Regions from separate parts of the Mus musculus genome. Here regions 1, 2, 3 and 4 are each linked to region 5. The links are chromatin contacts, called in public Hi-C, HiChIP or PLAC-seq and promoter capture Hi-C maps. All regions are on one chromosome and are shown on one strand. Each heading gives the region's core, a stretch centred on a gene start, on an enhancer-like site or on the middle of the called end of the contact. The rest is flanking DNA. Distances are from core to core; before and after follow the strand shown. Region 1 holds the start of Dhx35 (DEAH (Asp-Glu-Ala-His) box polypeptide 35). Region 2 overlaps Dhx35 (DEAH (Asp-Glu-Ala-His) box polypeptide 35). Region 3 holds the start of Ift52 (intraflagellar transport 52). Region 4 holds the start of Srsf6 (serine and arginine-rich splicing factor 6). Region 5 holds the start of Zhx3 (zinc fingers and homeoboxes 3).

Region 1 (4,363 bases), core at 1,785-4,284, 2.1 Mb before region 5:
GCACCACCCACAATAGGCTGGGCCCCTCCCCACCAATCAGTAATTAAGAAAATGCCTTACAGCCAGATCTTATTGAGGCATTCTCTCAATTGAAGTTCGCTCTCTAGCTCGTATCAAGTTGACACATGACTACCCAGCACACAGCACAATACAGTTTCCTGTGGTTATCTGCTGAGTGTCTTTCCTGTGGATCTCTTCACAACTCTGCACTCAGATCCCTAAAGTGGGTGAACACTTTTGCTTATGGCAATATGAATGTGAACATCATCACGGGTGTACAAAGCCAACACTGGCACAGTTGTCTGTGGGACCACAACTGCAGAAGGCCCACCTTGGATTCTCAACAGGAAATCCTGGCACAGCACAATTGTGGAAAGCAGTTCTATGAACCATCTCTTTAGGGGACATCTGTCTGGTCTGGTTTCTTTAAGAGCTAGCTGCTGTAGTGCAAGGATATATGATTGGGTGCAGTAGACAGATCATTTTAGCCTCGTTCATTAATCCTTAGATAAACGTGCCAAGATTTGTGAGGAGCCATCCTGTCTCCAGTGCTCTTTGTGGTTCTAGTGAGGCTGGCTGGACTTGGCCCTGGGGCTGGGACATGTGATCTAGTCCTCAGCAAATCAGTCCATCATATTCTCTCGCACCACTGATTGATTCAGGGATGGATACACAGGGCAGATAGAGATGGCTTTACCAGAGAATTTTCTTTTGAAATGTCTGATGCTAAAAAGATTTGAGACATTGATTTGGCTATCTTGTCACCCCATTACACCTGAGAGAGAAGGCAGCAGAACACAGAGTTCTGGCTATGTCACATGTCCTGATGTCTTTCGGTCAGATACTCATAGACTTTTTAATATCTATGAACTACTTTTATTCATTATGCTAGTCTCACCCTGTAGCCCATGCTGGCCTGGATCTCATTATGTAGCCCCAACCTGGCCATAAACTCTTGGGGATCCTCCTGCCTTAGCTTTCCCAGTGCTAGGGTTACAGGTGCAAGTCACCACGCCTGCTGCACGAAGCATTTCTACTGACCTGATATTGGTTTTCTACCACTTGCATCCATAATGTCTACAAAGGCATTTTTCTTTCTTTCTTGTTTTAGTTTTTTTGAGACAGGGTTTCTCTGTATAGCCCTGGCTGTCCTGGAACTCACTCTGTAGATCAGGCTGGCCTCGAACTCAGAAATCCACCATCCTCTGCCTCCCAAGTGCTGGGATTAGAGGCGTGCACCACTACCGCCTGGCTACAAAGGCGTTTTTCATGTATAAATGTTATTTTCTATATGAAGGACTTTAATGAAAATATAAAAAAATACACCTACATGTAGGCAAAATCATATACATAAAATTATTTTAAAAAAGGAATTCCCAGCATAAAAAGAGAGGCAGATTAACTTTAGTTCAATTGCACAAGTCTTAGGGTAAAATCGGCTTGCAAGTCCTACTCTACAGGGGGAATGTTTGATAGTGGAAGGAGAGAGGTCTTGGAGCTGCTCCTTCAAGGATCTAAAGCAGGGGTGAAGCATTCTCCACAGAAGGATTAGCATGTGCTGAACTTCATTTAATTATTAAGGAAACAAATCAAATCTAGAAACGAACGTGACATAAACTCAGATTTTGCTCGTGTGGTATATTTGCCCTGGCAGTTGAGCTAATGAGAGCCGATTCCGACCTAGTGCCTGCAGTGTCTTGCACTGTGTTAGGTCCTCTGCCCCTCATCTCCTTTAACACTTCTTTAAAGCTCAGTTTACAACTGAGCTTAAATGTCAGCCAGGTGATGGGCAAGCTAAGGATTCTGAATCAGGGTTACTTGTTTCCAACGCTTTCCGTAATTTGCCATTTCCCTCAAAGAATGAAGCATTTTCTTTTGGAGCTCTAAAAATGTATAGATTTTAAAGCCTCTTAATTTGTGGCTTCCTTGAGCCCAGCACAACTGTTCCATCCAGTAGAGGATGGAAACAGATGCAGAGACCCACAGCCAAATATTAAATGGAGCTTGAGGATGGGGGTGGGAGTGGGGGAGGAGTGTGTGGAAGAGTTGGGGGAAGGACTGAGGGCCCAGAAGAGGACAGGGCCTCCAAAGGAAGACCACCAGAGTCAACTAACCTGGACCCTTGGGGGCTCTCAGGGACTGAACTACCAACCAAAGAGCGAGCATGGGCTGTATCTGATGCAGAGTCCCCCAACAACTGGAGCAGGGGCTATCCCCGAGTCTGTTGCCTGCCTGCAGAGCCCATTCCCCTAACTGGGCTGACTTGTCTTGTCTTAGTGGGAGAGGATGCACCTAGTCCTGCAATGACTTGATGTGCGGGAGGTGGGGGTGGGGGATGGGGAGGTAGAAAAAGAGCATTTGATTTATAAACGGTTGCCTTGGAGGGAACACTGGGTGAATGCACTGGCCTCACTGATCTGATTTCTAGTCTCATCTTCCGGCCCAATGTGCTCCTGCGTTCCCACTTTGCGACATTTCTCTGAAGACCACAAGTTGCCTGTATCATTTCGGCTTTACTTGCTGATAATAAGCATCATTCTGTTTATCCAGCGTTTATTCATTTACAGTTTACCCAGCCCCACCCTCGCCTGGGAAACAAGAAGCTACAGTTCCAGGGAACACAGCAGCATTAACTGAATCATCAGACGCAGGAGGTCGTTACCGCTATTATCTCTCAGTATGAAAATAGGAGACTAAAAGAGACGCAGCTGCGATAGCATGTAAACACGAGCATCTCTCAGTTCACCGGGGAAACCCAGCCTCTGCTCACACTCTTAACGCTGGTGAGTGACAGCCTGGGAACACAGCAGCGCATTCCTAGAAGTTAGTGGCAACCCAGAGTGTCCAAGCAGGGTAGAGCAGCCAATCCGAGAGACAATATGGCCGCGCGGCATCACGTGGGCCAAGGAGAGGCCCTCAAAGGCAAGCCAAAGCGAGCTGCGATCACGTGATCCATAGTGGGGGGGGGGGGTGTTGCCGGAAGGCGTGGCTTCTTTTCGCTCTACCCGCCCCCCGCAGCCCCCGCGGAGGCTGCTGGCGGGCCACGCCCCTTGAGCCCGGAGGGACTCGCGCGGGTCTAGAGGGGCGGAGTCTTCTTCGTGACCTTTCACCCCAGCATGGCTGCGCCCTTGGGACCAGTGAAATTCTGGAAACCGGGTAAGGCAGGGCAGGGAGCCTGGGTAGATGCCCGGACATGACTTTCGGCCTGGGGACCCACCCGTGGGCCTGACCGGGGGAGGGCTGGGCACCACTCCTCCGCGCGCAAGGATGCTGCAGCCCACGGTGGTCCGGAGGAAGTCAAAGGCCTCCCTAAGCTGGGCGGAAACTCTGGGTGACCTTGTTGGAGTTTCTTAGCCTCCTCGGCACCTCTTGAGATGTAGAGTCCTGAAGCGCCCGTGTGTATCTTGCTGAAGTCCTGGGGCAGCATTGGGGCTCGAGAGGCAGTGCAGCTCAGTGGCTTAGAAGCTTGGGTTATGGAGTCAGAGCGCCCAGGTTCAAGGCTGCCTCTCTGCCTTGCATCAGTAGATGGAGAACCTTGAACTCTGCCCCCATCCCTCAGAACATCGCTCCCCTCACCTGGGAAGTGGGCGGAATACGAACACCTGTCCCGTGGGCGTGGAGTAGGGGGAGTACGTAGTCCGACTTAATGGCTCATAAAAGAGAAAATGTATTCCAGTGTTTTAGGGTAGGTCTTGCCCACTCTGAATGTTTACCACAAAGTGAACGCCCTCCTTCCTAGTGGCTGTCACTTTTCCTGTTTTGTAGGCTAACAAGTCACCATCTTTTGTTTTTGCATTTTCTCAGGTCGGGTTCTTGTTGAAATACCAGACCATGATCTGTGTAGGATGCGCCTTTTGTTCACGCTTTTCTTATAAACTAAACCAAACCAAGCTAAACCAAAACACTGTTTCTTAACTGGTACCAGCCTCTGCCCTTACTTTTTTACACATTTTCTTTTTTTCTCCTCTACCTGCACTCCAGAAGATCTGGGTGTATACATTATATTGTGATGATGATAGTTTGAGACAGAAAAGGCAACAAGGGACAGCTTTTAAAGAGTGTTTTAGATGCTCCCTGGAAATCTGACCATGTGCCTAAGTGTTAGAGAAATAAACTCATGAAGGTGACACATAATTATTTTTTTTTTTTTAAATCTGAACTGGATATGGTAGTCCATGGCTGTAATCCCAACACTTGGGAGGCAGAGGCAGGAGGATCTCTTGAATTTGAGGCCAGTCTGGTGTATATTCCAGGACAGCCAGGGTCACAAAGACATACCCTGACTCTCTCGTTTGTCACTTTCATGACTCAGCATTTTCAGGCATCAGCTGATTGTCCACCCCAGTAAGTAATGAGTTACCAA
Region 2 (4,710 bases), core at 678-3,177, 2.0 Mb before region 5:
TAAACTTACTTAAAATGGAAAGAACCAACTAATTCTCTTTCTCTTTTCGGCAGGTGATCGTGGCCACCAATGTGGCAGAGACTTCCATCACAATCAGTGGCATTGTGTATGTGATTGACTGTGGCTTTATGAAGCTGCGAGCCTACAACCCCAGGACAGCTATTGAATGCTTGGTGGTGGTACCAGTGTCTCAGGCGTCAGCCAATCAGCGGGCAGGACGTGGTGGGCGCAACCGCTCGGGAAAGTGTTATCGCCTTTACACAGGTATGTATGGTGTTTCTTAACAACTTTGGATTTTCTTAGAGTAGCCTGGGCTTTGGATCCCAGGGCAGACATTTGTCCCTCCTGGCAGAACTCACTGTCAAATCCAGCTCTCCCAGGGACCCCACCACTTCCTTCCTTCCTTTGCTAGGATTCCCCAGCTGGCTCAGTGAACCACCTCCTGCCTACCACCTCCATTCTAACCTAATGTTGGGCCTTGTGTCAGACCCCTGAGCATAGACTTGTGCATCAAGTGTTGTCTTTCTGCTTAATGGGCTGTGTTCTTACAGCTCCTGAACCCAGAGGCACGGCCCATCAGATCCCCGCTTGCCTTTGCAGAGTTCTCCTGAGAATCATTCATGGATGGCAAATAGTTGGCTCAGTTCTGTATCACAAGCCGTGCTAACTTCTGAGGGCACAGAGTGAAATTCTGGTAGACAGTCCTGGCCTTTAATGAGCTTTCCTCTCAGCCTGCTGGCACTGCTAGGCACAGGTACCATGATGTTCCAGAGCTGCTGTCTGTCTGTCTGTCTGTCTCTTTCACTGGGAGTGGTTCTGAGACATCCACCACCCCCACTGCCCATGCCCACAGAGCTTACCTTCCTGCCTTCTTAGTGTGCAGATGGAGTTCCAAGTCATTAATGCCCTCCTGTGTCCAGCACCCACTTACGCTGTCTTTCCATTCCTCTTTTACGCGGTTTCCTAGGGATTAGTGGGGCTGGATGTAAGTGTGTGGGTAGACTTGGGACATGAAGGGGAACCTTTATTTCTTTGAGGAATTGCAGAGTTGTAGGTATAGTAATTGTGTGGCTAAGGAATTATTTATTTTTGAGGCAGGATTTCTCTGTGGAGCCTAGGCTGGCCTCAGCCTCCGAGATCTCCCTACCGTTGCCTCTCAAGGTCTGGGACGTAAAGACAGGCACCACCATTCTCAGCAATATTTTTAGTTTTAGGTAATTTTATTTTGTGTGTTGTGCCTGCATGTCTGTCTGTGCAGTACATGTGTGCCTGGTGCTGAGGTGGTCAGAGGAGTGTTACTGGAATAGGAATTGCAGGTGAGTCTTAGCTGGCACATGGGGGCTGCGAGCTGAACCTGGCACCTCTGCATTTGCTTTTAACCGCTGAGCCATCTTCCAGCTCTAACTCAAATGATTTTTTTAAAGTGGAAATGGACACCGGCATTTGGTGTCAAAGAAGCCATGTGATAAGATACGGACTGAAGCTGGGCAAGTGGATCTGGGTGGAAGGTCACTGAGCCTTTAGTCGTAGCTGCTTTAGCAAGGGCGTGGTTGGGAAAGACCAGGGACAGTAAGCAACGGTTAGTGCCCACCCTTCAGATTGCCAGCAGATCTTCAGAGCCTGCAGCTCTTCTTTACTCAGATAATTTGGTGTTCCAGAACTTTCCAAGGCTTCTCCTTAGCTCCTCTGCTCTCACTCCTACTCTGCCTGGTTCTCAGCTACTCCGTTCTTAGACACGTGATCTGCTTCCCGCTTTGCCATGCATACCTCTGATGCCTTGGGCTTGTCTGTCTTTGTATCTTCTCAGAGAGGCCGGCCTTTCAGCTAGTGACTTGTTTCTGCCTTGGCCAGTGGTGTGCCTGGGGAGTGTAGTTGTCCTGGTAACAGTACTATAACCACAAAGATCCTCCTGATACTCTTGGCAGCTCCTGTGTAGCTTTTCTCAGTTTCTGCTCATCTCTTTCCTGAGCCTCCCATGGTCCACGGCAGGGGCATATGTCCCTCTTGGGCCTGTTTTTTGGTCTTGATCCAGGTCCCTCCTACCTCTGAAGTCTCCAGGGCCATTGCGTGAGGCCTCTGCCCCTCTTGACCTCTGTGCCCCTGGCTCTGGGGCCTTTGCAGCTTTCCTGTGTCATCACATCTTTTTGTCTCTGAGAATCAACACCTGCTTCTCTCAGCATCTTCTCAGTGGGACCAGCCTCTCAGCTAATGACTTGTTTCTGCCTTGGTCAGTGGTGTGCCTGGGGAATGTGGTTGTCTTGGTAACAGAACAGTAACCACAATGTTCTTAAAGCTAAAGAACTTCTTTCCTTGCTTGCCATCTAGAACCTTCCCGCTAGACCCATGCATTTGGCAATTTATGTTACACAGTCCAGAATATTGGTTGTCTCTTTTCTCAGGAAAACCTTTCTAAAGTTCTTACAGATAGTAGTGTTTCTCCAGGAGACTTGGCTGTAATTCATTTTCCTCTCTAGTTAACTGCAGCCTTCTGGTCTAAATGGAGACTTCGTGATGCTTGTGTGTAAGGAGGGTGTGTATCTGTACAGCGGTCAGTACAGCGTTGACTTACATGGGAGGGTTTGGCGTGTAATCCATAGGCTTTCTGAATACACAGGGAAAGTGATTTCAGAAAAGCCTTCCTTTCTCCCCACCCTTTGATCTGGTTTTCAGAAAGTCCTCCCCTGACTCTCTATCCTTCCCCTCCTCCCCCATCTCTGTGCCTCGGGGTGCTTCTCCGGTTTGAGGTCACCTTTTGTTCCTGTGGGACAAGCAAGTACAGGATCCTGGGTGTGACTGCATTTGGCTCCTTGGTTTAAAAACTAGGTTTGTATGAATTCTGCTCTCTGTGATGAGATCCTTCTTCAGAGTCTAGGGCAGCTCTGGTGATTTATTTTTACATTTTTCTTTGCTTATTTTGCTGTTCTTGCTTCCTTGAAGCGCTCTGCCTTATGCAGAGTGAACAGCAACTGGGCCTGAGAGTAATTACCCAAATGCTTGCTACTTTCGTTTTGCTGACAAAAGCATTTGAAAAGCAAGGTTTGGAAGTAAAGGAGAGTGCTTTTGTAAAGGGGTACTGTTCAACTCTCTATGCTTTTGAAGTAGAACGTCCTTCCTAAACGTAAAAATAACTTTGTATCATAATGTTGTACATGTGGTCCCAGAATCCCAGAGCTCTTGTTCACGGTAGAGAAGGTGGACTCTGCCGATGTACAGGTGCATTTGAGTGTCACGTTTGATCTGTTTCTGATTTCCTATCCTTAGAGGAAGCCTTTGACCAGCTACCTCAGTCCACCGTCCCTGAGATGCAGCGCAGCAATTTGGCCCCCGTCATCCTGCAGCTAAAAGCCCTAGGGATAGACAATGTCCTCAGGTTCCACTTCATGTCTGTAAGTCCTGCTTCTGGTTGAGGGGCTCATGTGGGTATGGTGGAAGGACACTGGTCAGGCATGCCATCTTTCTTCCTCACATAGCTGAAACACCGTATGCCGCTTGGTCCTATCCAGGGTGTGGGGCAAACTGGCATCCAGGCGAGCCAGAATTCTTCCTCTGTAGCTCCTGTCCTTTCTCCTTGAAAAAGACAAGCCACTGGGTAGCTACAGGACAGCTTGACAGTGCTCAGAGAGACAAGGAGGGTGGGGAGTCAGGACATAGCCTGTGACTGGGCCTGGCTGGAGAGTTGCAAAGCTTGGGAAGGACCCTGCGGCTCTCAGTATCTATGATGATTTCCTAAGGCAAGTTATAGGAGTGAATCATTAGTCTTCTTTCTGTAGGCTCTGAGGCATGGCTGCCTGGCTCTCCTAGGCTCCCCTCAGCAGCATGCAAGGCCTGGCCTGCGTGCTCAGATGAAGTGGTGGGTGAGTGGGGAAGGTGTGCTACAGCCATTATTCTTGTAGAGTTTTTTGTTTTTTTAAAGCTTATTGGTCATTTTATAGTTCATATCAAAACTTAAGCTTATTTGTCTGTTAATATTTGTTAGTTATTCCCATGAGTCTGCTGTTAAATAGTAAAGTTTGACTTCACTCTAATGTCATGTTTTTGGCAAATATACATATATGTCATCTGCCCACTTATAGAAAAGCTGACTTCTTTGTAGTCTGACATCAGCTCGGGCTTGTGTAGTGATCCCAAGTGCTTACCCTGGAGCTCCTGTGAGTACGAGAGACAGACCAGGACGGCGTGCCGGCAGGAACCCAGGGGCACTAGTGTGCTGCTCTGCCGTCCCGTTACTTTCTCACAGCAGCGCTCCAGATTTGCAGTGATTCCTTGGGTCCCCTGAGGGTAGGCCCCACAGGGTAAAGTCTATGTATATAGCCAGCCACCAAACCGTTTAAAGATTTGACTTTGTTCTTTGGTGAACAACAACTAAAAGCAAGGACTTCGTTTAGCCTCTGACCCTGCCGTCAAGTGCTCCGAAGCCGTCTTCAAAGCTCCGTCTGTGAAGTCGAGTTAAATCACTCTTGAGGCTTAAAGTGCTTCTTGTGCTGCAGATTCGGGAGGCAAGCAGTTCACTGGAAAGGTGCTGACCTTGTCAGCGGGCTGCTAGGAAGAGCCCCTTGAAAGGTCTACTGATGTTTGACACCCGTGTGCTCAGGCTTTGGAGGGAAGGAAAGAGGTGTCAGTGCACTCATCACAGCGCACAGTGTGAGCCTGCTGCCCTTTGCGGCATCGGTGTCGTCTGCAGGGTTAGCGATTTCACCGTGTCGCTAGCTC
Region 3 (4,212 bases), core at 1,256-3,755, 2.1 Mb after region 5:
TGACCATATCTCAAAAATAAAAGTCTCTTAGAATAAAGCAAGAATTGTCTAGAATGAACCAGAAAGTGATCTAGAAGGGTCTTGACGAGACCTTCCCTCCTGATCTGGACCTGGTTATCAAGTTCATGTGCTTTACCGTAAGGACAGAGCTGATCTTGGAGGCCAGTATTCTGGCTAGCTATTAGGCTGTAGGTGTTCAGAATTCATCATTTCAGAAGGTAATGCTGACTAGCCAGACGTGGGCATGTGATGCATGTTCAAGACACTGCCCATGCGCTGTAGATTATTCTGTTTTACTTTAGTTTCTTTCCCACAAACTCCTGGCACACACTTCAGGGTAGCCTCATTAGCTGGCTGGTTTGGGGACAATGGGAGGACTTTTCTTTGAATCAGTGTATGCTGGTGATTTTTACTGACTTTCCCTCTATATTTGGTCCCACTCCTTTCCTCTCAGTTTTGTCCCCTTTGTCCCTTGCCCTAGGAATGAAGAGGGGAGGCAGGGCTCAGGGCTGGGACACATTAAAAACCAAAGAGAACACCTGCAACACTGTTCTATTGGAGATCAAAGCTCAGTCAAGAATTACTATTAAGCTTTGATACGGAAAGAAACTGGTTCTTATCTTTCCTAGTGTGGGTTAACTGCTAGAGGTGAGACACAAGGAGAGGACAAATCTTCCCTCTTACAGGAGGGTGACTGTCCGAAACCTGAACATGCTGCCAGAAGTCCACAATCAGCTGTTCTAAGATTGTAAAGTCACAGAATGCTTCACCAAGATAGAAAATGAACAAGTATACTATGAAACTGACATATATATATATATATATATATATACATATATATATATATATATATATGAATATCCCATTTCAAAATTTGTATTGATGGGGGCTGAAGAGATGGCTCAGAGGTTAAGAGCACTGGCTGCTCTTCCAGAGATCCTGCGTTCAATTCCCAGTAACCACATGGTAGGTCATAACAATATATAATGAGGTCTGGTACCCTCTTCTGGTGTGCAGTCATACATGTAGGCAGAACACTGTATACATAGTGTTCTAAAATATATCCTTTTGAAATTCGTATTTGGCCAGGCGATGGTGGCGCACACCTCCCAGCACTTGGGAGGCAGAGGTAGGCAGATTTCTGAGTCTGAGGCCAGCGTGGTCTACAAAGTGAGTTCCAGGACAGCCAGGGCTACACAGAGAAACCCTGTCTTGAAAAAAAACAAACAGAGCAAGAGAGAGAGAGAGAGAGAGAGAGAGAGAGAGAGAGAGAGAGAGAGATTGAGATTCATATTTGTATGTGTGTGTGTGCGCGCGCGCATAAACATGCCACAGAATACTTGTAGAGGTCAAGAGGACAATTTACAGAAATCGGTTCTCTACTTCGATTATGTGGGACTCGGGGATTTAACTCAGGATGTCAGGCTCAGCCTTTTTACCTGCTGAGCCATCTCAATTCAATCCATAATCCTCATAATAAACCTTTAGAATCTATCCTCAATTTACACGTAGAAAATGCTCCAATTAAGCAGCATGTTCAAGTTCACCAGATACAAGTCATTTCTCAGACACCGGACTTCGGAGCAGCTGACTCTAAAACCCTCAAGCTCCTTCTGCAACTTGGTACAGTGAGAGAACTGCTCCAGGAGCTGCTCCCGGTCTGGTGTCCTGGCACTTCTAGTACACTTACAGTACCGAATGATCCCGTGACTTGCCCAAGTCCAGATCCTGATCATTTGCATCCTTAATTGCACACTTGATCATTTGCATCCTTAATTGCACACTCTATTCAATTCTGCAGCACTCCACTAGAAAAGTTTCCTGGCTGAGACTTAACTCAATGGTACAGCTCACGATGTGGAAGGCTCTGGATTTGATCTTCAGTGGGAGAGAAGAGATCGTTCTCTTTCACACTCTTTCCCACTTTCTAAAATCGTCATAACCACAGTCGTGAAAAGTGCCTTAAAACTTGTGTATTTTAATATCCTTAACGCATACTGCTCTGTATTAAGACATAGATGAAAATAAAAACTGCTGAGCTTCCTACATGTGCCTGCTCCAAGTTTTGAGGCTGCAGAGGCTTTGACTACAAAGCCACAGACAGCCCTCTCTCAGTGAAGCCTCTGCGGAAGCAAGCGTGTTTCCCGTTTCCATGGCAACCGTTGGCCCAAGCCAGTACCTCTTCCCGAAACGCTTCCCCAGCTCCACAATAGTACTACATCTCCGGCGCGTCACCACTCCCTACCCCAGCTTCTACTTCTAAATTTTGGTAAGACCTGGCATTTTAGGTCTCCTGATCGCTACCCGGCAAGAGCCTGCCCGGAACCTGCGTCCAGGCCAGGCCGGGGCGTGGCTTGCCGCAGCAGTCCCCGCCCATAGGCAGGCCGGAATTCCCGGCCTGGGGACCTACCATCTTATTGGTCTTTAATAGCAGTTGCTAGCAAATGAACAATATAGGTTCCCTATTAAAAAGTGACTCCTTCAGTTTGGATACAGTCTTTACCGGGAAACGGGCCAGCCCAGCGCTAGCCCCGAACCCCTACCCAACAGCCCCCAGCGTCCGCAGCCACCAGACACAGCACGTCTGTCGCGCTGTCGTCATCACGCCACGACGGAAGTCACTCGGGGCCCGGAGCCACGCCTTCTCGGCGCGCGGCCTTGGATACCTGGCGGCCTCTGGCCTCAGGTAAGGAGAGGTCGGGTTGTGCGGGCCGCCAGGTCGTTGGTCTGGCTGGAGACGATGACGGCCTCGCCATGCCGCTCTGGAGACCCCTAGGCCAGCCTTGTGGGAATCCCGAGGTCGGCAGAGGTAAACTGAGGACGCGGAAGTGGGCTGGGAACTGGTCCTGGCGATGATGTAGAATTTCTAGCTCCTCGGACTGCGCGGATTTGTCGTAGTCCTGTAGAATATGAAAAAACCTAGGATGGGGAGCCATCAAATCAGACTCAGCTATCGTTGCAACCACGCTTGGTGTTTTTCGTCACTTTGGCAAAATTTAGTATACCATGTTAGATTATTGAAGAAAAAATAAGAGAATGGTTGGGCAGTGCTACCCAAATATTGTTTCAATATTCTTATTATTACCGATTTTTAAACCTTATCCTATTCTTAGGGAAACTCATTTCTAATTCTAATAGGACAGGACCCCAGATCTACTGCTCCTTCAGAAGGAGGTGGTGGGGTTAAACTACAGTAAACTGTTACCTCGAAGTGTATTCTTCCGTTAAGAGCAATTCAGTACTCAGAGAAGGGTATTCACTTTTCCCAGAAATCTGCTCCCACCCCAAATACGTCTCAAAAGCAGAAAAATATAAATCTCAGTACTGTGATGTTTGGGTTCTTTGTGGCACCGTGTAGTAATAGGTCAATATCACTAACATGATCGTTGTGACGTTCTAATCAGGAAACTGGAGAAGGCAGAGTACAGCATTGTAGGTACACAAAATGAAAACAAGCATGTTCAAGTACAGCTCTGTTAGCCGGCTGTGATGGCACACACCTTTAACCCCAGCTTGGTCTACAGAGAGAGTGACAGTGCTACACAGGAGGAACACTGTCTCGAAAAACCATAAATAAATAAACAAAGAAAGAAAGAAAACCGGCTGGTGAGATGGCTCAGTGGGTAAGAGCACCTGACTGCTCTTCCGAAGGTCCAGAGTTCAAATCCCAGCAACCACATGGTGGCTCACAACCATCCGTAACAAGATCTGACTCCCTCTTCTGGTGTGTCTGAAGACAGCTACAGTGTATTTACATATAATAAATAAATAAATCTTTAAAAAAAAAAAAGAAAGAAAACAAGCAAAAAAATAGCCGTGTCATGTGAAGTCAACATGACAAAATGTTTTCAATTTCATTGAAGGGGTTAAGGCTGCAGCTTAGTTAATAGACTGCCTGCATGAGACCCTGGGTGTCTGCCTGGTCCTCAGAACAGGGAAAAAAAAAAAAAAGTCATTTGAGAGGCAGCGGCATGGCGGCAATGTGCCTGTAATCCCAGCACCCAGGAAACTAAGGCAAGACATTAAAGAGTTCAAGGCCGTCCTCCACTGCACAGTGCATTAGAGGCGAACCTAGATTATAGGAGATTGTCTCAGAAGAAACAGTATATTGAAGGTCTCTCCTATCAGCTCTTAAAACATGGATTGGAATTGTGCAGTCGCCTAGTAATTTAGGTAAAAAACAATGGTACCCAATATGAGCATCAGAGTAGT
Region 4 (4,617 bases), core at 1,887-4,386, 2.1 Mb after region 5:
TCCTTGGTTTAAAACTATTGGTTAAATAAAATTGGCTACTGCCAATTCCTGGAGGAACTAGAGGTGGGTGGTTTTGGGTGATGTGGTTGGAGGAGAGATTGGGAGAAGAGAAGAAGTGGCCAGGAGGGGAGAACCATGAGCACATGGCCAGGAGAAACAGCAAGTATCTGGGGCACACCACTGGGGAGCCAGCCAGGCCAGCAGTCAGAAGAGGAAACTAGTGATTACCCACCAGTAAGCAGTCAAAGCCAAATAAAATGGCCACAGTCTGAGTCTCATTTATTTGTAAGCTAGTTAGAATAAGCTTAAAGTGGTTCTTCTACACTGTCCCTCAGCAGCTGCTGTCACTTTCTGAAGGCTTACCACATTTTTTTTTTCAGTCACATTGGATATGGGAGTAGACCACTGGCACTTACATGGATAGAGCTCAGGGAGTCTGTTGAGTGTCCCACAGCACAGAGGATCACCCGTGACAAAAAAACCATCTGACCCAGGGGCCAGCAACGTGGAGACTGAGAGCCCGGCTCTAAATGGATCTCCTGCAGATGTTCTGAAAGTTTTATTTTACCCAGGGATATTTGTTTGAGACAGGGTCTCAGTATGTAGCCCAGGCTGGCTTTGAACTCACAGAGATTCCCCCTGTCTCTGCCTCCCAAGTTCTGGGGGCAATTTGGAGATAAATAAATATATATATTTATCTAAAAGTGTGTATGTGTTTAGAGGTATGTACTTATGTGTGCGGAGGTCCACAAAAGCCAGAGGCATTGGATTCCCCCCTGCAACTAGAGTTATAGGTGTTTGTGAGATACTTGAATTTCATTCTAGGTACCCAGGTCAGGTCTTCGGCAGCAAACCATTGAACCATATCCCCAGCGCCTTGCTCAGTTGACTGATCCTCTTGCCCGGAAGTCTGATCTGCTGGTGTTACAGGTGTGCACCACCGCACCTGGCTCAGAAGATTTTAAATGAGGGTTTGGACTGGCTTGGCACCGTTTACACAAATCTCCCGCAGACAAGCCTCAGAGATCTATCTATCAGACTGATGGCATGGATGGGCCATCAGTCAGATGCTCTGGGCAGAACTTCCCAGAGCAGCCTCTGCTGCATTCCACACAAATACTCTGGGGTGGCTGTGTTAGTTGAGATTTCACATGGTAACAGAATCAGTTGGGGGTGGGAGGGAGATGTGGTGAGCGAACCTGTAGGAACTGGCTCTCATTGATATTGAGGCTCTGGAGTTCCAAACTAGCATGTGCATCAAGTGTGGAGGCCAAGGGTCACCTCAGGTGTCATTCCACAGGAACGGTCAAGCTCCAGAAGCAAGCAGTTTCCCAACAGACCCTTCCCTTCCTTGTTTTTAAGACAATGCCTCAAACTTAGCCAAGGCTAATCTAGAACCCATAGCAGTCCTCCTTCCTCAGCTCCCGGATGCTGAGAACAGGCATCAGATACTGCACCTGACTATCTGGCTTTTCCCTCCCCCAGCCCACTAAAAAAATAAATAGACTCTCATGCTGCGCACTTGTCATTTCAGTTTGTTGCTTTTGCAAAGTACCAAGTTAGGTCGGCAACAGGACTCCCCAGTGCTGCTGATCCAACTAGGAACTTTGGAAGATAAATGATCTCATGGGTTGTCTTGTGTGTGTGTAGAACATGAAAGTAGAAAGGGAACTATGTGAAGGAAACAAGGATAAGGGAAGAGGGGAACAAAATATGGTAATAGGGTAGGAGAATGACAAATACTGGCTTTTTCGTCTCGTGTGGAATCCAGATGTGTGTTTGCTTTTACAAATAATTTTAAAATGTGTTATCATCACACTTAGTTATTTATTGAAGGCATGACACGCATCAGGAGGTCAGAGGACAACTTGCAAGAATTGTTTTTGTTGTTGTTGTTGTTCCTTCTACCGTGTGGGTCTCTAGGATCAAAGTCGGGTCCTCCAGCTTGGCAGCAAGCACCTTTACCGGCTTCAGTCTTCTCACCACTCACAAATAAATTTTAACAAGTTTTTAGAAATTGACAATTTGATAAAACTGTTATGTGTTGACTTCATTCTGTGTTCCATGAATATTTTTAAAAGCTGTCTACATATATATATTTATATTTCTAACTTAAGGACGTTCTCTTCCCTCGAGAATACTATTAACACATCTCCCTGTGTGCTATCAACATTGCCGGTCTGCCCCAGAGGACAGAATCTTCTCTCATTATAGCTGAAAAGCCTGAGGCTGCCCAGATTCTGGGCAGAAAACAAATTCCTAAAGAGCAGGTACTAACTCAATGGCAGTCTTTTCTCTCAGCTTTTATCACACCGTGCTCTGCTTTCGGTTTCCTTACCTCTCTAGCCAAACCTTCGCCGTGCTTTGAATACTCCCAAGGCATGCTCCTTGATAGTCAATTAACTTTACTCCAGGGCAGTGGGGCTGTTTTGTTTAACTCTACAGCATTAGATGTCACCTCCATAAACTCCTAAGTGTGTATTTCTGCTTTATAAATAGTTTGCCTTCGGATCCAACCAGGTTAAGGACAGTATGGATAGGAAAGGGGATAGGGGGTCTTGGAGGACCATGGGGCCCAGCCATGCTCCCTTTGTGAACGGCCGCGGCGAGCGCGGGATTCAGAGCTGTCAGAGCTCCGAGCAGAGGGAGGGATGCCACCCAGACCAGCCACAGCACCTCCCCCGCTGGTCACTAAACCTCGGGGACAGATCCCGAGCCGCTGAGAAACTAAGGAACTGTCCGACTCCCAAGAGCGTGTACTCAACGAAACCAGTGCGAGCTACCCGCTGAAGGGAAAGAGCAACCTCTTTTTTTTTAGTAGACCAATCAGAGACCAAGATGGCCTAGACTGACAGCCCGGACAACCAATGAGAAATAAAACTCGTTCTCCGCGTGCCTGGGCACAAGAACAGTTTATTAGGCACGACTCAAAAGGTCCGGGCCTCGGCTGTTTACGCTGATGGCTGCACAGCGCCAGGGGACATGACAGTAGCGAAATCAACTCCCAGCAAGCACGGCACGCGCCGCGGGCCGCCCCAACACATCCGGAGCGGCCCGCGGCGCGGGAGAGGACGTGCTGCGCGACGACGTCACGCGCTGCGCCGCGCCGCGCCCCGCCCCCGGGCACTTATAGCGTAGGCCGGCGCGCGCGCGCGCACCATTGTGTGGCTGACTCGGCCGCCGCTGCGGTGTGAGGCGCGTGTTCGGGCCTTCGCCGTCCCCGCACCCGCACCGCAGCCCTGCCCCGCGGCCCGCCGCCCCTCCGCCAGCCTCCCGGAGGACACCCGTGGGTCACGGCCATGCCGCGCGTCTACATAGGACGCCTGAGCTACAACGTCCGCGAGAAGGACATCCAGCGCTTTTTCAGCGGCTACGGCCGCCTCCTCGAGATCGACCTCAAAAATGGGTGAGTCGGGTCTGGGAGGCCGCGCCCCGCGGCGGAGAGAGGTCCCCCAAGGACCCGAGGCGGCCAAGGCCGCGGCGCCGCGTGGCAGGGCCTCTAAAATGGCGGCGGCGGCGGCGCCCCGAGCGCGCGCGCGCGGGGGAGGGCGCGGGAGCGCGCGGCGCCGGCTAACGACACGCCCGCCCGCCGGTGCGCGGCTCGCGCTCCGCCCCTCCGCAGGTACGGTTTCGTGGAGTTCGAGGACTCCCGGGATGCCGACGATGCCGTGTACGAGCTCAACAGCAAGGAGCTGTGCGGCGAGCGCGTGATCGTAGAGCACGCCCGGGGCCCGCGCCGCGACCGCGATGGCTACAGCTACGGAAGCCGCAGTGAGTCCTTACCCCCGCGCGCTCCGCGTCCTGGGTACCTGGGGGGGGCGGGGGTTGGGGGCGCAGGGCGGGTGCAGTCACTTGGGTGGGCAGGGTGGGACCTCCCCAGCCCGGGCAGGCGCGGAGGCCGGGGCTTGTCGGCCCTGGGTGTTCCCGGGGCCCCTCTACCTCCACGCATGCCCGGGTAGCCGTGGGACACCGGAGCGCGGGGAATGGGGTCGGGTGGCCGGTTGACTTAAGTTTGGAAGGAGTGGCTTCAGTTGGCCCTCTTTGGCACTGACTTGGGTTCTGCCATTGAAAGCGAGGGCTGGCTGTATTTGTAGTATGCCCCCTTGCTTATCTGTCAGTGCTTGTTAGCATTGAGGAAGTTTCTAGGAAGGCTGGGGTGGAGGTGGGGCAGGGGGCGGGGAAAGGGGAGGAGCTTGAAGTCTAAGTCTTAGGAGCTGGGAGGCTTGATTGGGGGGGGGCAAAGAAAATGCCATTTTAAACTAAGTAATGTGGCATAGTACCACAAAGTAAATCTAAATAAGCTTTATGCTGTATTTGAAATAGTTGGGGCATGTTACTGGGAGGGGGTTGGGGGGATTTTGGTTATGTGAAATGTTTAATGTTGAAATTGTTGCATGTTGAATTCCAACTTTTTAACAAGTCCTTGATGTTTCAATTTGAAAGTGACCAATGGGGCTGAGGCTGTGTCCACTGAGGCTAAGATGACTGCCTTTCCTGATTGGCCTTGGCTTTTCCATACATTGTGTGACCCTTGCCCTATGACCCTTTGGCTGACCTTACCGGAAGCCATGACGACAGCAGCCTTTTGCCATTAGACGCAGGGTGATGGTGAGGATT
Region 5 (4,585 bases), core at 724-3,223:
CCTCACAATCTATTTATAAATGGAAGGAAAAGTATACGATAAAACTCATATAGGCTGGTAGCACTTTGAGAGAGAGAAAAAAGAAAACACATATACTTGGGAGCAAAAGACTGAAAAAGATAAATGCCAAACTAGTTTACTAGTGTTTGTAAATTATGAGGATTTTTTCCCTTACGCGTTTGTTACTCAAATTTTCTGCCTTAAAAATAAATCAGAGACAGAAAAACAGAGATGCTCACCCATACACAAGTGCTCACACATGCTCATTCTCTCTCTCTCTCTCTCTCTCTCTCACACACACACACACACACACACCACACCACACCACACCCCGTACATCCCAATTTTGGACACAACTAGTCTGAAATCTCACTTCAACTGAGGGAAAAAACCATCATAGGGAACTTTTTCTTTTCCAAAAAAATTACCACACTTCCCACGCAATGTTTGCCTGTCATGAACCACTGCACAAATCAAGCATGGCCCAATGTATCAAGGTCACAAAACCAACTTGGTTAATATGTTTATCATTACACAGCAGCCCTGTCCCTTAAAGCTGCTTTGATACCATCTCTCCAAGGCACACACATACAAAGGCCCTTTTGCTCATTTCCTAAGTCTCTTTGATACATTCTTTGCTGTTTCTGGATTTTTCCACTGTATGTCTCTTAGAAGCAAATTAAGCCCGAAATCAGTTGTTCCAGCTAATGAAGTGTGCTTTTGGATCTTTTCTCCTCGGTTGAGAATTATCCGGCAAGCTACCAATTATTTTAGAACACATTTCTGTTAGTTTTGAAATATTGTGATGCTACGTTACCACAAACAAAAAAATAAATCAAGATAGCAACATACGAGACCATGTGTGTTTGTGTGTGTGTGTGTGTGTATGTATGTGTATATATATATATATATATATATATATATATATATATATATATATATATATGAAAAGTGCCGTACTCTTTTTTTTCATTAAAAAAATGTGTAGATGCCTCATGAATAAACATTTTAGGCTATCTAGATAAATATATGTGTTGGCATGACATCCAGAAAGGCAGAAAAGAGCATGCCTTCCCTTCTCTAACACCCCCACCCCCACCCGCGTCACATAACAGTTTCTCACAGGACACACTACCCTGGCAATCACTGTTCACAAATGCAAGCCACACAACTCAGAATGCCTCAAGCTCTCAGGTACTTTGCACCCTAAGCCCCACACCCCACCCACTCCCCAATCACTTCCAACAGGTTTCTCTGAATGAAAACCCCAAACTGGAGAGGCTTCCCAGGTCCCAAACTCTGCTCACACGCCCATCTGGATATCCCAGAACCCGGGTGTTTCCGCGTGGGCAAGGAGGATTCCACTGTACCCCGGAGTGGTTCGAGTCCCGACGCTCATTTCACCAGACGCACCGGTGCCAGCCGCTCGCCAGCCGCCCGCGGGATGCGGACACACGCACCCACGGCCAGGCCCCCCACCTCCGGCCCGCTTCGGCTCCTTCTGCAACTCTGTCCCGCGCGACCACCCAGACCCTGGACTCCCGGGCGTGGAGCCCACGGCGAGCGAGCGCGGCGCTGACAGATGGGGAAGGCGGGACATCGGGGGGAAGGGGCGGGGCCGCTCGGAGCGGGGGTGCTGGCGGCTGACAGGGCCGGGCGGGAGCCGGGCCTGGCGGGAAGGCGCTCGCAGACACACAGGGGCTGACAGGCGGGGAGACACACAGACGCCCGGGACTGACAGCTCTGGGGACGTTGGGCCTCGGCGGGCGCTCACCTGGCGGCGGCGGCGGCGGCACCCGTGGCCCCCGCTGCTCTCCCCACGCCGCGAGCCTCCCTCCTTCCTTGGTGGGCGGCCGGCCGGCACAGGCCCCGCGGAGGCGGCGGCGGCGGCGGTGGCGACGCCAGATCCACGGACTGCTTCTGGGGCGAAGACGAGCAGCACCAACTGACTCCCGGCCGCTCGGCCGAGCTCGGTGGCACTCGGAGGCGTTCGGCTCCGGTCGGCCCTCCTCGACTCGGCTGGGGGCGTGGCTCGACCCCACCCCCCACCCCCCGCCCGGGTCGCCTCAGGCGCTAGGAGGCGGGGCTTTGGGAACGGGCGCAAGCCCCTTGACGTCGCGGGGAGCGGACCTTACCCAGAGCGCATGCGCAGCTCGGCTGCGGGCCAGCGTTCTCTGTGTTGGGGGCCACGGGGGCAGGGGAGGCGGACAACTGAGCGGATGCTGAGGCCCTAAGCGGTTCCCGGCCTTTGTGCTCCGTATCCTGGTCTTTCTTGAGGGCCACCTAAGGAAGGCCACACGAGGTTAAACTTTCAAAAGGATGTAGTCTGGGCAAGGGTCCCAGACCCATGCGCCCTCTCTCCAGTGCAGTGTTTCCAAATTAGCCACATTTGGGAGTTGCTTTAACGCCACTAAGGGTTCACGGCAGGTTCTAGTATCTTGTTTACTCAGAGAAATAGCGGCCGAAACGAAGGCATGATCTCCGATTCTTTAACACTGTCTTAGGATAGTGGCGCTTTCAAACACCTGCTCCCTTCATGTACATTTTCACAGCTGCTGTTGGCCTGGAATTAAAAATCTTGGTTCCTGTTCCAGGCACCTTTTCACAACAGAACCTAAATCTGTGGCAAATATGTTTAGAAAGTGGTCCCCTACTGCTTCGGATCCAGATTGACAAATAGAGCTCTGAAGACTGAGCGGGTCCCAACCCCAAATTAGCTTATATCGAATATCAACTGGCCACAATTGCTCATCCACAAAAGGCAACAAAATGTTAGGATTATATAGAATGAGTGAGAAGATTAAATGGCAGTCTATATAAAGCTTCTTGCACGTTATCTTGGTGTTTAGCAAATGAGGCTGACTTTATTGCTGTGTATAAGATGGTCTACACCCATAATCTCACTGAAAGAGGCTGAAGCAGGAGGATTGCAAGTTTGGGATCAGCCTAGGCTACAAAGCAAGTTCCAAACCAGTCTGGACTACATAGTAAGAACCTGTCTCAAAGAGCAAAACAAAAAAAGCTGAATTTATCACAGTTAGTAAATGTATGTTTTAAGTGTGAGCAATGTGTCAAACTTAACATGTCCAGCATCAAACACTAGAACTTGTACCTTAACACACTGCATATGGTTATTACACAATCTTCCTCATTACATACAGTTCATGTCAAGCCCAGTTTTGTTTTGTTTTGTTTTGTTTTGTTTTGTTTTTAATGATCAGGCCAAAGGTCTCAGCCACCCTTCACTCCTCTCTTCCAATCATAGCCATCTTAATCCATTAGCCAGCCTGCCAGCCCCACCTTTAGACATCTGCATGCTGGGAATACTGCAATAGCATCTTCCCTACCTGCTCTCCTTCATTCCAGCCTGTAGTCAACACAGCAGTCACTGGGATCTTGTTAAAGCCTAAGCCAAAATAATGTTCCTGGGGGCTGGGGGGGAGGAGAGGAAGGAAGGGAAAACGATTAGAATGTAAAATAAATCATTTTTTTATAAAAAAAAACCCAATGGTTTCTATCTTGGGCACATTATTTTTTTAAAAAACAGCCTTTATTCCAGGGACCCCTAGATCACGTGCAATCTGTACCTTTTTTCTAACTAAGCGCATTTCCTTCTTCCTCTTGCCTCAGCCAGCCACACCAGCCTCCTTCCTGCCCCTGGAACATGAATGACTCTTGCACTTAGGATATGTTCTCCTGAGCATCGGGAAGATGTGTCTCACTTCACATTTCTATTCAAAAGGTATTTCCTTTGATGGATATCAAGTCCCACCCTCACCATGCCGTCTCCCTTTTCTGTGCTTTGCCTCTCTGCCTGGCCTGTATAACCTCTCCTATCTTTCATGTCCCTCAGGGCAGGAATGTTTGTTTTGCTTATTTTCAGCATCTGGAACATGGGCAGACATGTTCAAACACTCAATATTTCTTGAATGAATGAGTATATAAGATATGTTGTACTCCAATTTATTTTTATTTATTCAACCAATTTTCCAAGTACCTCGTCTCACCTAGGCACTCTGAGAGATGAAGACGTAAGCAAGACAGTCTCCCAGATGCCAAAGAGCTCCATATTTCAGAAGAGACAGACATGTCACGCTGCAGTTCTGGAGGAGAATATGCAAATGCCAACTGCTTTGGTAAACATAGCACAGAGGGTATAATTACCAGTATGGAGCAAGTAAGCTGGTGCTTACATGTAATCCCAGATACTCAGGAGGCTAAGGCAGAAGGACCACAAGTTTGAGCCAGCCTTGGCAACTTTAGCAAGACCTTATCTCAAGATAAAAATTAAAGGCAGAAGAGAGACTTGCTACTGGGGGCATACAGTGCTTGCCCTGGCATAGCCAAGCCCTGGAGTTCCATCTCCAGTACCAGTGGAGAGAACAAACATCCAAAGGGCCAAAGAAACAATGAAGGTGAGTGGGGGAAGGGCTCCCAATAACACTGGAAGCTGGAAGCTGAGCCTGGGGAGATGACTGGAAGTGAGTCTAGGCAGAGGCAGCAACCAGCACACACTTAGTGTCGGGAAGGATCTCAAGGAGGAGGGGAAGTTGTTGATGATATTTAATCAGAGGCAAATTATTTT

The links. Promoter capture Hi-C pulls out the DNA fragments that hold promoters and counts their contacts. A called contact is a pair of places that touch in the nucleus more often than the background predicts. HiChIP or PLAC-seq counts read pairs in DNA pulled down with a chosen protein or histone mark.
Region 1: a promoter capture Hi-C map of pre-B cells shows a contact between it and region 5, with 10 times the contacts expected there. The contact joins the promoter of Dhx35 here to the promoter of Zhx3 in region 5. A contact is called at or near these places in 14 of 39 promoter capture datasets (the 3T3-L1 cell line, the C10 cell line, the SN4741 cell line and 9 more), 1 of 484 Hi-C or Micro-C datasets (LSK cells), 8 of 115 datasets of contacts at active chromatin or transcription factors (embryonic forebrain, embryonic hindbrain, embryonic stem cells and 4 more) and 3 of 9 other capture datasets (adipose tissue, liver and macrophages).
Region 2: a contact with region 5 is called in a promoter capture Hi-C map of embryonic stem cells, with 8 times the contacts expected there. The contact joins the enhancer-like site here to the promoter of Zhx3 in region 5. A contact is called at or near these places in 9 of 39 promoter capture datasets (the SN4741 cell line, cranial neural crest, embryonic stem cells and 5 more), 4 of 115 datasets of contacts at active chromatin or transcription factors (astrocytes, forebrain, large pre-B cells and 1 more) and 3 of 9 other capture datasets (adipose tissue, macrophages and pancreatic islet).
Region 3: a Hi-C map of CD8 T cells shows a contact between it and region 5, with 5 times the contacts expected there. The contact joins the promoter of Ift52 here to the promoter of Zhx3 in region 5. A contact is called at or near these places in 2 of 39 promoter capture datasets (the C10 cell line and pre-B cells), 2 of 484 Hi-C or Micro-C datasets (B cells and CD8 T cells) and 1 of 115 datasets of contacts at active chromatin or transcription factors (astrocytes).
Region 4: a contact with region 5 is called in an H3K4me3 HiChIP or PLAC-seq map of pro-B cells, with 8 times the contacts expected there. The contact joins the promoter of Srsf6 here to the promoter of Zhx3 in region 5. A contact is called at or near these places in 7 of 39 promoter capture datasets (the C10 cell line, cranial neural crest, hippocampal neurons and 3 more), 2 of 484 Hi-C or Micro-C datasets (CD4 T cells and CD8 T cells), 3 of 115 datasets of contacts at active chromatin or transcription factors (astrocytes, large pre-B cells and pro-B cells) and 2 of 9 other capture datasets (embryonic stem cells and liver).

What each region holds. Positions count from the first base shown.
Region 1 is chr2:158,791,773-158,796,135 of GRCm38.p6, forward strand. Dhx35 (DEAH (Asp-Glu-Ala-His) box polypeptide 35) reads left to right here and starts at 3,035. Exons shown (of 22, transcript NM_001372513.1): 1 at 3,035-3,156. The coding sequence starts at 3,117.
Region 2 is chr2:158,831,609-158,836,318 of GRCm38.p6, forward strand. Dhx35 (DEAH (Asp-Glu-Ala-His) box polypeptide 35) reads left to right here. Exons shown (of 22, transcript NM_001372513.1): 12 at 54-264; 13 at 3,262-3,386. Among named protein-coding and RNA genes, the nearest start is that of Dhx35, 39 kb to the left of the region's middle. Within about 2 kb of position 1,928, at least 48 of the 459 cell types and tissues checked have an H3K27ac peak or open chromatin away from gene starts, as enhancers often do. A contact at or near this core is called in astrocytes, embryonic stem cells, forebrain and 1 more, where this site is marked.
Region 3 is chr2:163,014,848-163,019,059 of GRCm38.p6, forward strand. Ift52 (intraflagellar transport 52) reads left to right here and starts at 2,506. Exons shown (of 13, transcript NM_172150.5): 1 at 2,506-2,686.
Region 4 is chr2:162,928,372-162,932,988 of GRCm38.p6, forward strand. It overlaps Srsf6 (serine and arginine-rich splicing factor 6), which reads left to right and starts at 3,137. Exons shown (of 6, transcript NM_026499.4): 1 at 3,137-3,406; 2 at 3,623-3,771. The coding sequence starts at 3,300.
Region 5 is chr2:160,871,017-160,875,601 of GRCm38.p6, forward strand. It overlaps Zhx3 (zinc fingers and homeoboxes 3), which reads right to left and starts at 1,974. Exons shown (of 4, transcript NM_177263.3): 1 at 1,775-1,974. It overlaps Gm35129 (a long non-coding RNA gene), which reads left to right and starts at 1,982. Exons shown (of 3, transcript XR_866921.2): 1 at 1,982-4,415.